Linked DNA regions of Mus musculus: regions 1, 2 and 3 are each linked to region 4. A link is a contact called in public HiChIP or PLAC-seq and promoter capture Hi-C data. All regions are on one chromosome and are shown on one strand. Each heading gives the region's core, a stretch centred on a gene start, on an enhancer-like site or on the middle of the called end of the contact. The rest is flanking DNA. Distances are from core to core; before and after follow the strand shown.

What was found. Promoter capture Hi-C pulls out the DNA fragments that hold promoters and counts their contacts. HiChIP or PLAC-seq counts read pairs in DNA pulled down with a chosen protein or histone mark. Capture Hi-C pulls out chosen DNA fragments and counts their contacts.
Region 1: a promoter capture Hi-C map of liver shows a contact between it and region 4. The contact joins the promoter of Batf here to the promoter of Mlh3 in region 4. A contact is called at or near these places in 4 of 39 promoter capture datasets (3T3-L1-derived adipocytes, hippocampal neurons, liver and 1 more), 1 of 484 Hi-C or Micro-C datasets (B cells) and 2 of 9 other capture datasets (adipose tissue and liver).
Region 2: a promoter capture Hi-C map of neutrophils shows a contact between it and region 4, with 2.7 times the contacts expected there. The contact joins the promoter of Jdp2 here to the promoter of Mlh3 in region 4. A contact is called at or near these places in 1 of 39 promoter capture datasets (neutrophils) and 1 of 9 other capture datasets (liver).
Region 3: an H3K27ac HiChIP or PLAC-seq map of microglia shows a contact between it and region 4, with 5 times the contacts expected there. The contact joins the enhancer-like site here to the promoter of Mlh3 in region 4. A contact is called at or near these places in 4 of 39 promoter capture datasets (3T3-L1-derived adipocytes, hippocampal neurons, liver and 1 more), 1 of 115 datasets of contacts at active chromatin or transcription factors (microglia) and 2 of 9 other capture datasets (adipose tissue and liver).

Annotation. Positions count from the first base shown.
Region 1 is chr12:85,684,783-85,688,281 of GRCm38.p6, reverse strand. It overlaps Batf (basic leucine zipper transcription factor, ATF-like), which reads right to left and starts at 1,562. Exons shown (of 3, transcript NM_016767.2): 1 at 1,309-1,562. The coding sequence starts at 1,371.
Region 2 is chr12:85,597,789-85,601,206 of GRCm38.p6, reverse strand. It overlaps Jdp2 (Jun dimerization protein 2), which reads right to left and starts at 1,791. Exons shown (of 4, transcript NM_030887.2): 1 at 1,593-1,791.
Region 3 is chr12:85,704,130-85,707,425 of GRCm38.p6, reverse strand. The region is part of intron 2 of Batf (basic leucine zipper transcription factor, ATF-like); the gene reads right to left. Among named protein-coding and RNA genes, the nearest start is that of Batf, 19 kb to the right of the region's middle. Within about 2 kb of position 1,740, at least 326 of the 459 cell types and tissues checked have an H3K27ac peak or open chromatin away from gene starts, as enhancers often do. A contact at or near this core is called in adipose tissue, liver, microglia and 1 more, where this site is marked.
Region 4 is chr12:85,268,916-85,272,299 of GRCm38.p6, reverse strand. It overlaps Mlh3 (mutL homolog 3), which reads left to right and starts at 1,701. Exons shown (of 12, transcript NM_175337.2): 1 at 1,701-1,761; 2 at 2,826-3,384. The coding sequence starts at 2,890.

The DNA.
Region 1 (3,499 bases), core at 313-2,812, 420 kb before region 4:
CACTGGCCTGAGGGGCAAAGACCCTTGGGTCAGGTTCTGATTCCCTTCCCTCTTTACTCAAACTTTCCAGGTCATTCTAGCAAACGGACATTGGGTTAGAGAGGGCAAGGATATATTCTTCCTTTAATGTGCTAAGGGACTAGGTTGCCATGGAAGCTGTGAGTAATTTCCTTCTTAAGAAGAGACTGGGGTACCATCTTCCAGGCAGTCTGAGTTGCTCTGATACCATCGTGAGCGAGGGACTATCTCCCTCTTGAGGTCTTCACCAGTATGGCTTTTGGTGAGGGCTTGTGACAGATGTGGGAGCCGGTGGTCAGGTAGTTTACGTTTATTTTGTTTGTAGCGTTTTGCAGCCCCCTGGATGTGTGTGAGCCAAACACTCTACCTCTGAGCCCCTCCCAATATGTGTGCTAAGGAAAGAATATAGTTTTTAAGATGAGATGTAAAAAAGTTTAATCCGTGGGTCTATGTTGGATGAGGAGGAGAAATGTCTAGAACAAGGGGCATCAGGAACGTGGTAGAGAGACCCAGAAACCACAAGGTGAGAAAGGCATCCCATCGGAGGCATCTTTCAGTCTGAGACATTTCGGCTTGGTATCAGTCAAGAGTCTAAGAGTCTCAGAATCTTTCCCTCCATCCCTGGTTTTTCAGGGATGATATTAGCTACTAGTGAAAGTCTCTGACACGCCTCCTGGACCATGGCCTTCTTTCTTCTATCTGGAAGCCACATGGGGGGTGGGGGGGAAAGATACAGGTTGTAGCTTTAGCCTCCCTTCCCACGGACTGCTGGAGTTACCGAGGCAATCCGCAGGCAGATCTTGCCACTCTTCTCCTCCTGTCTACCTTGCTTTGATTTGCTATATTTCTCTTCCCTGACCTCGGTTCTGTCTTGCCACTTGCTTGGTTTTTTCCTGGAAAGCTACAACTCTAGGATTTGGGTGGAGCCCGAAGCAGCGATCTACTGGAACATTCCTCTGCTTATGGTTGACCATACTTCTAAGCTCTGTGATATTCACCCTGCCCCCAGCTTCCTAGAAAGTTTCACGGTGGGAACCTAAGTGGCAGAGACGAGGGGTACCTCTTGGAAAGAGAGGCTTTTGTGGCGGGATGCGAAGCTTCAGCCCTTGGACCTCTGTATAGCAAACACCACACGGTCCAGAGTCTGCTAGAGAGTTCCTGCCACGAGCTACTTCCTTCCCCAGACAGAGCTCCCTGGGCAGGACAAGGGAGCCTACCCCTCTTCTACCACCCCAGGAAAATCAGAAGGCAAGGCATGCGGGGCGTGGGGGAGGGGGACGAAGGGGGTACCTGTTTGCCAGGGGGAGGAGAGCGGCTGAAGCTGGAGTCACTGCTGTCGGAGCTGTGAGGCATGGTTCTAATCTTCCGGGCTCTCCCACACCGTCCCAGATGCCTCTGGGCGATCTTCTCACTAGCTGGCTCCCCTTCTTGACTGCTAGGGGGCCACCAGCACACCACCTTCCACAGGTACCTCCCCTGCTTGCCCAACAGCAACCTCTGACAGACCCCTGCGTCCTCCTCTCTCTCGGGTGCAGAGGGACTGCTCCCCACAGGGACATCTCGCTGCTTTGGGGCTTGCGCACAGGCCCTCTCTTGTGGTTTCTGGTAATTCAAGCTGGAAGTCACATGGGCGGAAACGTCAACAAGTTAGAAAGAAGGTAGAGAGAAAATACACATCTGGGAAAAGACCACAGAATTAGGTGAAAGAAAAAAAAATACACAAACCCCCAGTATCTTCCGGCAGGCAGTTTGAAAGGCAGAGCGAGCGCTCTTCAATTGATGAAGATAAAGAAGAAAAACAGCCACACAGGGAAAATCCCCGGCCAGAATTAGCAAGTTCTCTGCTGTCAACATGGCAGAGAGCAGCAGGAAAGAGCCTCCAGGTCACAGGCCTTGATTTTTAAATCTAAATACAGTCAGCGACAAGCCTGAGGACCCTTTCTGGGTTTCACCCGAAAGCAACTGCCCATCCTGTTTTATGACCGGCCTTCCTCCTTCACCTATAGGACAGTTCGGTGGGCTGGGGACAAAAAGAAAGGAGGGCACTGCCTTTTACAGATGACCAAGCAAGACGTTGGGGCTAGCTGAGAGTCTCGGGGAGTCTCTGGAATCGATGCTAAAGAAGTTTATTATCTATCCCCTGTCCTCTTAGCAAGACACTTTCATTCTCCCTAGAGAAAGGATACCTACCTTCTGTGGAGGGGCTCCTTCAGGAGTTCAAGGTTGACCTTGAGTCTTCAGAAGTCAGTGACGTCATAACCCAACAAGGAGAGAACGTCAAAATGAGGGACAGAGGCTCTGGACTTGGAGTCAGATCGATATGATGAGAATCCAGTGACTCCCTATCCCTACTCCCCCCCCCCCCAGCCTCCCACCACACACACACACCTAAAACCTGCCCCACCTACTACCTTTCAGGGCTACTGCAATGAGGGATGACAATTTGAATAGGAATGTCCCCCACTCTGTAAAGCATGCTGTGGAGTGGCGGTGTTTGGCATGTGTCCCATGACACGAACACGCTTGTCGCTTTAGTGAACAGTCCCATTCTCATCCCAGTGTTTTGGCTATTTTTTTTTAAAGTTTGGGGACTGGAAAGATGCTCAGCAGTTAGGAACACTGGCTGCTCGTCCAGAGGACTTGGGATCTAGTCCTAACATCCAGACAGTGGCCCAATCATCTGTTACTCCAGTTCCAGGGGTCCTCTTCCTGACTCCTCGGGTACCAGGAAATGGACACGGGGCACATACATATGTGCAGGCAAGACACGCACACATATTAAAATAAAAGCTCTTACTCTATTCCCAGTGTGGCTCAAATGCTCACCTCGATTAATCTGAGGGCTGACAATATGTTATGGCTCCTAAAGCATTTTTGTATCCACTGATTACAATTCTGCCTGACGACAATATTGTTCTAAGGACAAACCTATCAAAATAATAATAATAACAATAATAACAATAACAATAATAATAATAATAATAATAAAAGTCAATCCTTGTAGAATTTGTATTTAGTGGTGAGAGCAGACAGGTAAAACAACTGAGCTGACATAATACATCAGGGAGTGTCAAGTGTCACAGATAAAAATAGAGCAGGGTAGGAGAATTCGAAGAGTGGCCACTTTTGTAAGCTGGCCAGGAAGGGCTTGGTGAAGGGGTCACACGTGAGCAGGAACCTGAGGGGGAGCAGAGAGGCTAAGTGAAGAAAGGTCCAGGCACACACCTGAGGTGGAACACCAGAGAGCCCAGTGTCTCCGGATCAGAGGTCCTGAGAGTGGCAGGGGACTGGTAGGGGATAAGTTCGGTACGTGGATCAGCCGGGACGTCTCTCAAGGCTCTTGGAGTCAATTGGGAGGAGTTTTGCCTCATTCTAAAGTAACCAGAGAACCAACCACAGGCCCGTGCCCCGTTCCCTAGATCCTCAGATCTAGCCACTGCGACTGCCTGTTTGTTTCAGAGCACTTATCGTAGCCGCTGAT
Region 2 (3,418 bases), core at 542-3,041, 330 kb before region 4:
TTGTACCTCCATAACAAACCGAGGCCCAGGAGGCCCAGTTCTGCAAGCTGAAAGAGTGGGAAAGGATATCTTGTCAACAGGTGGGAAAGATAAACAGACCAGGAAGACAGGGGAGTTCCCTGGTAGTGCAAAAGGCGTCAGTGGATGAGTAAGGGACACATGTACCGAAGCTTTTCCTAAGTGACACCGTCACCATGATAGACCTGTCTCCTTGGAGATTACTGTAACCAATTTATTGACAAAAGGTTCAGAGGCCATCTCCCCCCAGTCCTTCCTGCAACCTTTCAAACCACCCAGCACCCAGCTCTTCAGGAAGATTCTAGAGCTCCTCTGAACTGAAGCCAACGTGGAAGGGAAACAGAGGAGTCTTTGAGAAATCCATCCTCCCTACTACTTTAGGCAAAGTGAAACCTCTGGCGCCTTAGAGGCAGGAGAATAGTTGTTTCTATCCCCGGACCTCAGGTTTCTGTAAAGAACCCTGCTCACACCTGATCCCCGGTTAAACTCTTCCCTAGAAACCTGCACGGGAAGATAAGCCCGCCATCCAAGCTGAAGCCAGCCAGATTTGCTGAAAAGCAGGGAAAGCAAGAGGGGGTGATTTTTAAACCCTGGAGGGTGGGGGAGACTTGGGGGTGAGGTCGAGGGACGAGGAAGACAGTTGCTAACAGCCTTTGGGACAGGCAGGTACCCAGCTGTGGTACAGAGCCTGTTTCCCATGCTGCCTGAATTAAGATCCTGGGTAGAGTGGCCCAAGATTTAACAATACACAGACCTGTGCCACAGTCCCCTGGAAGGTGCCACTCCAACACATAAGGGCTGGACAATCTTCTAGGGGGAGCTGACTCAAATAGTCGATTGATTCCCCTCTTGCACCCGCCTCTCCACCTCTATCCCCAAATGGCCCATCCATTTCTGCAAATGAGTCAAGGCATCCCAGGCCTGCCAGCTCCTCCAGATACCCAGGCAAAGCCTGTTTCTGCCGCTCCAAGGGTCCAGGAAGCCTAGCCTTCTTGGATAAGAGGGGAGGAAGAGTGCCTTCTAAACTGGGCAGGTTACCTAAAGAAGCCTGCTTACCTTCTTATATAACCTGATGTGCCTGACGGGATCCCAAGGGAACTGGGGACTGCCCCGTGGTTCCCTCCTAACCCAGCCAGAGCCCGCCGCAGCAATGCTCTTAAGCGAAGGAAGCCCTGTTGGTTAGATGCCTTTCTCAATACCCTCCCCTCCAGGTCTTGCAAAGAGAGCTACGGAAGAGGCTGAGGCGCGACCTGTCAGCAGGTCTGGGGCGTGCATGCCCCCTTGAGTCCCCCGCAGTCCCCGGCACAGTTTTCTCCCGCTCACCCCGCCCTCTCCTCCGTCTGTGCACAGCCTCCCAGCAAGAGCACTGGGGAAGGAAAGCAAGGAGGGAGCGCCCCGCTGTCCCGGCCACAGACAGGACTGTCCTGCCCAGCCGGGGAACCACCGGTGGGCAGCGGCTGCAGCCATCCGATAGAGTATTCCGGCCCTGGGGTGGCGGGAGCCCCAGCGGTAGCTACTCCGGGGGAGGCCACCCCAGGTGCCCGCAGCCCCGCCTCCCCCCTCCGTGAACCCACCGTGCAGAAGCCGCTGGCGGAGGCGGCGGCCCCGGGCCCAGAACCCTGCTGCAGGCGCGGTGCCCACTCCGCGCTGCTGCCGCCCGCTGCCCAGGCCCGTCCCGGCCCGGGAGCCGCCGCGGCGCCAGCCCCGCCGCCGCCGCTGCAGCGTCCGCTGCCGCCAGCGCCCCCCGTCGCGGCCGCCGAGTGTCCCTCCCGCAGGCTGTGGCGGGCGGCGGGACGGGTTGCATCAGCCCCGGCTATATAGCGGGCCCTGAGTGGCGGGGAGGGGTCGGGAATGCGGAACCGGCCGAGCTGCCAGCTCCACACGTCAGAGGGGGACGGAGAGGAAGAGAAGGAGGGGACGGGGAGGAGGGGGTGTGGATCGCCCGCTTCACACCCACTGACCTTCACCTCCCCCGCCGCCGGCGCCCTCCTCCCGCCGATGCTCGCGCTCCTCCGCCTGCGGGGCCGGCCCGGGCCCCGCCGCGCTGGTCCCGGCAGCATTGCGGTCCGGCGGCGCGCCCCGCCCGCGGCTCCCGAGAGCGCGAGGCAGCAGGACACGGCGAGCGGTTATGTAAGCGCATCCCCTGCTCGGCCTTGCGGCCGCCACCCCCAAAATGCTACACAGCCCGGGAGGCAGCGACGCGAAGGCGGCGGCCGGATGAGCAGAGAACCCCTTCCAGCTCAGCCCACGCCGAACCATCCTCCTCCGTCCGGTGCGCTCTCCCCCAAATCCAGAGCGAGGGTTCCGCGCAGTGGTGTCTTCGGACGCTGCAGGATCTCGCAAGCTTGTTTTGTTTTTCCGCGGAGGAGCATGGGCGGGGGTTTAAGGCGTTTGGAAGCCTTAATCCCTACCCACTGTCCACCAAAGCGTCCTGACGTCCTGAAGCCATGCGGTGAATGAACGAGCTCCTGAAGTGGAACTGCACCCTGAGGCCACCGTTGTTGTCAGTGGCTGGCCCAGTTTGAGCCAGGGCTCTTTGCCCAACTCCAGCAGGCTTTTGCCTCCCTTTGACAGGACGCAGCAGTGAGCCTACCTGACTTCTGCCAAACCTCCAAAGGCCTTCTTCCTCAAGGACTCCAGGGCCAGCTTCCGTGCTCTCTTCCCACCCTGCTACAGAAGTAGATAGTAAAGAACACTCTAGATAAAATATGACAGTCCCTCAAAGGCGGATTGTCTCAGGCAGAAATGCGTGTGGCATCTGAGAACTATTTGCACACACACATAGACACACACAGGTCTCCATACCCTTGGGGGGGGGGGCAGACCCCCGCCCTCTTTCCTCTTAAATCAGAAAGGAGTGGCAATGTTGACACTCAGTGACCTTCGGCCTCCTTCTCAGAGAGACAGCAGGTCATCACCCATAGAAGAAAGGAAGTGAAAGAAAAAGTTCAAGTCTTCATAGAGTACAAATGCTGAGATCGAAAGACCAACAGGGAGGGAAGGAAGTCCACGCGCCAAGCCGGACAAGCAGGTCTCCACGTGCGTGCCTGCCTGCAGGGAGGAATCGGTCTCCATTTTACCCGTAAGTCTTCCTGCAGGGGGGAACAGGTGAATGGAAAGAAACAGACCAAGCCCTAATGACATCACTGTCCATCTTCCCCGCCACCATCAGCCCACTTCCCTCACAACACTGATGAAAGGAAAAAAAAGAAAGACTCCAAAGGAACACACGCCACAAACTCCGTGGTAATGTGAATCACTCCTGTAGGACATGATTCTCCATCCCAGAAAAGCCAGCAGCACCTTTACAACACACAGAGATCAAAGCTGGAGACTGGGGAACTGGCTCACATGATGCTTCTCCCCTAAGATGAGGATCTGATGTTTATGGGAAAGAAAA
Region 3 (3,296 bases), core at 491-2,990, 440 kb before region 4:
TTTGCGATCCTGTTCCAAACCATCCATAAGCCTTGGACAATACCCAGAAGACACTATGAGCTTCCCTACACCTGTAAATCTCTGATGAAGTTTATTAAACATAGGAAGCGATTATCAATAAATAAACACAGAATGGAACATTTATGACAGTATACTATAGCTGGAGTTATTTTAAAACGTATGAATTGTTTATCTCTGGAACTTTCCATTCAGTATCCTCAGACCACAGTTGACATTGGCTAACTAAAACCATAGAGGGTGAAACTTCAAACAAGGAGGAGCCCTGTACTCTGTGCAGAGGCAACAAGCGCTTGGTCCAGAAATGTCTTCCAGTGTTGTGGGGACTGCGTCATTTACCAGCCACCACAGCACTGGGGCATAGAAGTTGCTGAGAAACAACAACTTCTCCAGATAATGGGGTTCCCGGACCTGAATAAACAGAACCTTGCCAAGTCCTGGGGGCCTCCCCCAAGTCCCCTGAGAGGCAAAGGAACCTCATTTCAGGCCAGAAGCTTGCAGGCAGCTCTTCTGCAGATCTGGGATTTGGGAAGAAATTTGGACTCTGGAATCTGGGCTTTTCTTTTCCATGTGTGTGCACACATGTATGGGTGCAGGTGCACGCATGTGTGACACGCACATGGAGGTCAGAAGAACTCCCACGGGCACCGTCCACATTTTGTTTGAGAGAGGATGTCTCATTACCTGGAACTGCCAGTGGCCCTCGGGCTTTCAGGGATCTGCCTCCAATCTCGCCATCGCCCACATTCCAGCCACGTGCTCCCCCCGCCCCACTTTTTATATGGGTGCTTGAGAACACAATTCAGGTCCTCCGTTAGCACTTTACCAACGGAGCCAACACCTCAGTTCTGGAAATCTGAGCTTTTAACAGGTGTCTTAGGTCGTTTTAACGCCCGGGCAAGTTTAAAAACCCTATTAAATATGATACAAATAATTAAAGCCTGCTTTAATTATTTAAGCATGTATTAAATGCCCGTTTAAGCTCCAAGTGAACTTAAGTGTTTGTGGACTGACTGGCTGATAACATCAATTGTTGGCATGAGAATGTTGACTCAAAAGTATAGTGGTTAGCAGATGTACGATAACTTGACATTTAAAATTAACCCTAAATGATCCAGCAGGAGTGAGCTGCAGGCTAAGGAGAGATGGGATTTATCAGCTATACTGCCAATCACGGAAACTCAGTACAGTCGGGGTTTCTCTTTTAAGTTGTGGAGGAGCAGAGGACCCTGACATTGCTCATCAAGACAGCTTCCATTTCTTTTGAAGGTCATATGGGAAGGCGCTGAGCCTCAGCGACACTTTGAATGCTCTCTGAGCTAACCAGGGCCCCTAGTCTGGTGCAAAGGAAACCCCCATCTCAAGCGGGCTGAGGGAAGCCGACAACTGGATGCTCAATCCCTGGCTGCTGCTGTTCCTGCAGGCTGAGGCCAGCTGGGCATTTCGCTGGTTTTTGTTTTCTGGCACATCCCAGAGGGAGGTCAGCCTTTTACCAGGAAGGCAGCGCCCCGTTACTGAAAGGTGGGCGAAATGAACCTGGTGGAGCGGTATGCTAAGACGGGAACTGGGGCCCTGAGTCCTGGCCCTTTCCTCGCCCCCTCTGAGAGTTTCCACTGGTTACACCATTTACTGTAAGTTCCGTGCTCCGAAGAGCCTGGGCAAACCCCAAGGCAGCAAGGAGGGACGGACTGGGTGGGCGGGCTCCGATCGTCTCCCCGCCTAGAGGCCGGCCTAGTTTTCGGGAAGTGACTGCAGGGCAAGTCACTAGCAGGCGCTCTGCGGAGCTCCCGCTGGCCTTCTCCTGTCACCTCCTGGGCCTACAGATGCCAAAGCCCACGCTGGGGTAGACCTGACTAACCACTGCCTGCTGCCTCTCACCATGAGGCAAAGTGTGTCTTTACCTCTTAAAGCCAGACGGCTGCTTGCAAGAGGAATGTCTGTAAGCTCGGAGCCTTGCAGACACTGGCCACTCCCTAGAGAAAGAATGACTTGTAGGAGGAAGTGGCTGCTTTGGGCCCCATCCCTCTAAGCTGTAGAGGGCAGCAGGGCCTCTGGAGAGGACTCATCTAGCTAAAGGGACAGTTGGGGTCAGCTGTTTATCCACAAAGACAATGACTATACCCCTACCCAACTTCCGGGTGTGAGAAGGGACGGAACTCAGTGAGGGAGAGGGGTGAGGGTGTGTGTGTGAAGGAAATGTCCTTCTACTAGGCAGTGTGGAGATCAAGCGAGCCTGCCTCCCTCCCTGCTCCACCTTAGCCTGCTCTCTTCACCTTTCAGAATGTGGTTAGGCCCATCAGGGTTCTCACAACGGCTGCTGCAGTCAGTATAGCCATCCTACCAAGGAAACCAATTGAGACCTGGAGCAAAACCATACTGCCTGGGTCCCTAAAAACAGGCTGGTGGCAGCAGTTATGAGAGGTGCTGTGGTCCTCATGTGTGTCTCCTCAGAAGCACAAAAACTTCAAATGCTGGATCCAAAGACCCATAGCCAGGAAGATCTGGGCTCCCACTGGATTCCTCCTTTCTGCCTCTCCTGTATTGAGGGTCTGACTATAGGAGCAACGAGAAGTCCTCAGCCCCCTGTGCCCCCAGTGCCCTCCCAAGGGATAGCAGCACAACATCACATAATACCACGGGCTGAGTTGGCCACGCCCCTGAAGCCACAGAATCGCCCACTTCCATCTGCCACCCTGGAAGAGCACTCCATTGAAGCGTCATCTTTCAACATGAGCCAGCCCTGGCTCCATGACCATGGTGATCATTGGTGGTCTTGGCTGCGTGGCCCCAGGAGGACTCTCTTTTCCTATTGGATGCCAGCTGCTTCGCCTGAAGGCAAGATGACTAGTCCAAAAAGATCCTCAGCTGGAGCCTGCTATTCCTGACATTGGGTCCTCCAGGGAGGACTAGTATTGTTGGTGACAGGTTCTAACTAACTAGATCTGGGTTAACCTTGCCATTTGGTGGTTATAGGCTACACGGGGTGCCCGTTGGGCAGCTAATGTCGACAGCTACAGGAATGGGGGTGTCTCCAGTTTCCCCTTGAATTTTCCAATATTTCAGATTCCAAATTGGCTACCTAGATGTATTAGTAGACTAGCGCCTGTAATCTCCTCCCCAAGCCTTTTGATATTTTTGTGCATGTGCCTATGGGTGTGTCTGGCACCACAATTTAAATAGATGTGCATATATGGTACACACATATTTTATTTTTTTGAGAGTCTTATTGGAGCCTAGCTGGACTGGAACTGACTGTGAAGACCTGGCTGGTCATAAGC
Region 4 (3,384 bases), core at 452-2,951:
CTGAAAGAGAAGTAACTTTGCCATTTCTTTACATTGTTTACACGGGAGACTTCATGTGTAGCAAGAGCAAATGCCACCAGGTTGGGCTGTTCCGTGTTCACATGACGCACTGCACTAATTACTTTTGGTTTTCAATCCTTTGGAACATCTACAGTCACTCCTTTTCCAAAGGTGAGAAATTCAGATAAAGTAGTTATGGCCTGGATTGCGCCTCCCCTCATTTGTATACCTAAACTACTCTAACCCAAGGACCAATCCCATTGGACTGCTGACTCATAAGAGTGTATGCACCACAGACCACGTGAAGACAGACAGCCACACCCAAGAAGGAATCCTGGCCTAAACTCCAGCTTGTCCTAGAACTGGAAAGAAAAGAAAACAAACAAAAACCCCGGCTACTTAAGCCACCCAGCCTGTGGCCTTTTGTCATGAAGCCCTGGCAAACTGAACAATAATCAGAAGTTTGCTTCATTGGCTCCACAAGTCTGATTTGGTTTGGTTAGTAATTAAATATATACTCATTTAAAACTTTGTCCTAAGTTCCTTTAAAGGGAGGAGGGATGTCCTCCCTGTGGAGATGGCTCAGCAGTTAAGAGCACTGGCAACTTTTCCAGAAGTCCTGAGTTCAACTCCCAACACCCACATGGTGGTTCACACAGTCTATGGCTCTAAGACCAAGGGATCCGATGCCCTCTTCTGGTGTGCAGAAGTACAAGCAGACAAAACCCCATACACATGAAATACATAAATCTTTTTTAAAAAGTTTCTGGGAGGAGGTTTGGATGAAACAGAAGACAAAAACTGAGGATTGCCTAATAATTCTCAAAATATTCTCACTGTGCTCTTGCAGGAAAAAGCCGTGGTGGTATGGGGGTGGGGAGAGAGAGAGAGGGAGGAAGAGAGGAAGGAAGGGAAGGAGGGACCCTGATGTCCTGATTTGCAAATCAAGAGAGTTGGGCTGGGCAGACGTGGAGGTGGGGTGGGGAGTGGGAGCACACCTTTAATCCCAGCGTTTGGGAGGCAGAGGCAGAAGGATTTCCGTGAGTTTATAGGCCAGCCTGGTCTATAAAGCGAGTTCCGGGGCTGTTACACAGAGAAATCATGTTTTGAAAGAAAAACAAAAACAAAATATGAGAGAAAGAGAGAGAGGCTTCTCAGCCCTTTCCAGCTTCGTAAAGCTTTAATTTTCAAGAATGCTCTTGCCAGGCAGTGGTGGCGCACGCCTTTAATCCCTGGATTTGGGAGGCAGAGGCAGGCAGATTTCTGAGTTCAAGGCCAACCTAGTCTACAGAGTGAGTTCCAGGACAGCCAAGGCTATACAGAGAAACCCTATCTCGAAAAACAAACAAACAAAAAAAGGAATGCTCTGCATTCATTCCCTGAATATCTACTTGCCACCAGGACACAGCAGTAAACAAAAAACCAAACTACTTTCACATAGTTTACAATCTAGCGAACAAAGACTAAGGAAACAAGAAAGATATATGTGGAACTACATATTAGAACATGCAAAGGAGACGAGAAGGGGAGCAAAGTAAAATTTAGTAGAAACAGCCTTTCACCCCATTCCGAAAGAGAATAAGACAAAAGAACTAATTGGAACCCGCCAGGTGAAGGGACGCGCAGCTTGGCCACCTTAGCGCCTGCGCACTGAGACGTCGTGCAGACGCCGTCTGGCGGTGTCTCGGAAGCGCATGCTCGGGAGCGCGCGCTCGGCGTTGGAGGTGGTTGGTCGGTGAGAGTTGATGGAGGAGATTCGAGGTGAAGGGGGAAAGCACGTGATGAAATGTGGTCCAGAGAGCTTGTCTAACTGGACAGGAGCAATGGTGACTGCCGCGGGCCTGTCTGGCGGGGCCCCGGCTCCCCCGGAGGTGCGGGGTGGGTGGATTGCGCAGGCGCGGCCCGGCCTGCACGGGATGCCCGACTTTCCAGACCCTAGAACTGCTCATTACACATTCACCCCGTTTGCCAACGGTGGCTAAATGCTGTCGTAGCCCCGGTTTTTCCAGGCTTTAAAAACAAAACAAAAGAGCCTGTCACCTGCCTCACTGTTGTCACTTAAGAATGAGACCTTTAACTACCTAGAGTCTTAGGGTTTGTATAAGAAAACCTGGAATCAGGGTCCGACCACCCCATACACTCACTTTTTATTGCCAAGCTATGTTCTGGGGATATAAAAGACCGAGAGTATCAATATAAAAGAATATCAGTAATAAGGGCCTTTCTGCAAGCTATCAAGCTACACAGGAGCAGGACTTAAATATCAAAGGAGTTTTACCTCCCCCACCCCCACCTCTTCCTGAGAAAGTAATGGCTTACTGTGTCTCCTTGATAGATTTGACTTTGACTTAGTCCCATTGTTTTTTTTACCTTCTTACTTACAGTGTCTTAGAACATCAAAGGATTTTCTAAAAGCCGTGGTTATTGTGTAAAGTATAAATGTTATGAAACTAGCTTGGACTTTTTTCATGAATAATTTCTAGCTAATGTTTCTTAGCTGCGTTTAATTTAGGCATCTGTTTTTAGTGAAGTGCTTAGAAATTTGAATAGTGTCTTTACGGATCAGCATCTAGCGTAATTATAATTTCACTCTAGGGCATTCATTTTAGGAACAGCGAAAATTAATGAAATTATGAATGCTTTGGAATTGAAGCTTGTTATACCAGTGCATGAGTTTTGTGTGCTGTCTAGAAACTAGAAGTATACTTCCCTTTCGCGTTTTGGTTTAATACTCTAACTGTAGTTCTTTGTAATAGTCGAGAGAAATGGGTGATGTGATATAACTGAGGTTTGCTAGAGTATGTGTTGTGTTTTGTTTCCTGTAGGTGATTATTTTCCAGTCAGAGAAGGAAGCCAGTGTCTGCCACTCCCTCCACATGTGTCCCTGCCATGATCAGGTGTCTATCAGATGACGTAAAAACCAAGTTGCGTTCCGGTTTAGCCATAAGCTCCTTGGGCCAGTGTGTTGAAGAACTTACCCTTAACAGTATTGATGCTGAAGCAACATGTGTGGCCATCAGAGTGAATATGGAAACCTTCCAAGTTCAAGTGATAGACAATGGACTTGGGATGGCGGGGGACGATGTAGAGAAGGTGGGAAACCGGTATTTTACTAGTAAATGCCACTCAGTGCGGGACTTGGAGAACCCAGCATTTTATGGCTTCCGAGGAGAGGCCTTGGCAAGTATAGCCGACATGGCTGGTGCTGTGGAGATTTCATCCAAGAAAAACACAACACTGAAAACCTTTGTGAAAATGTTTCAGAATGGAAAAGCCCTTGCCACCCATGAGGCTGATTTGACCAGACCAAGTGTGGGGACTACAGTAACGGTCTATAACCTGTTTTACCAGTTTCCTGTGCGGAGGAAAAGCATGGATCCTAGA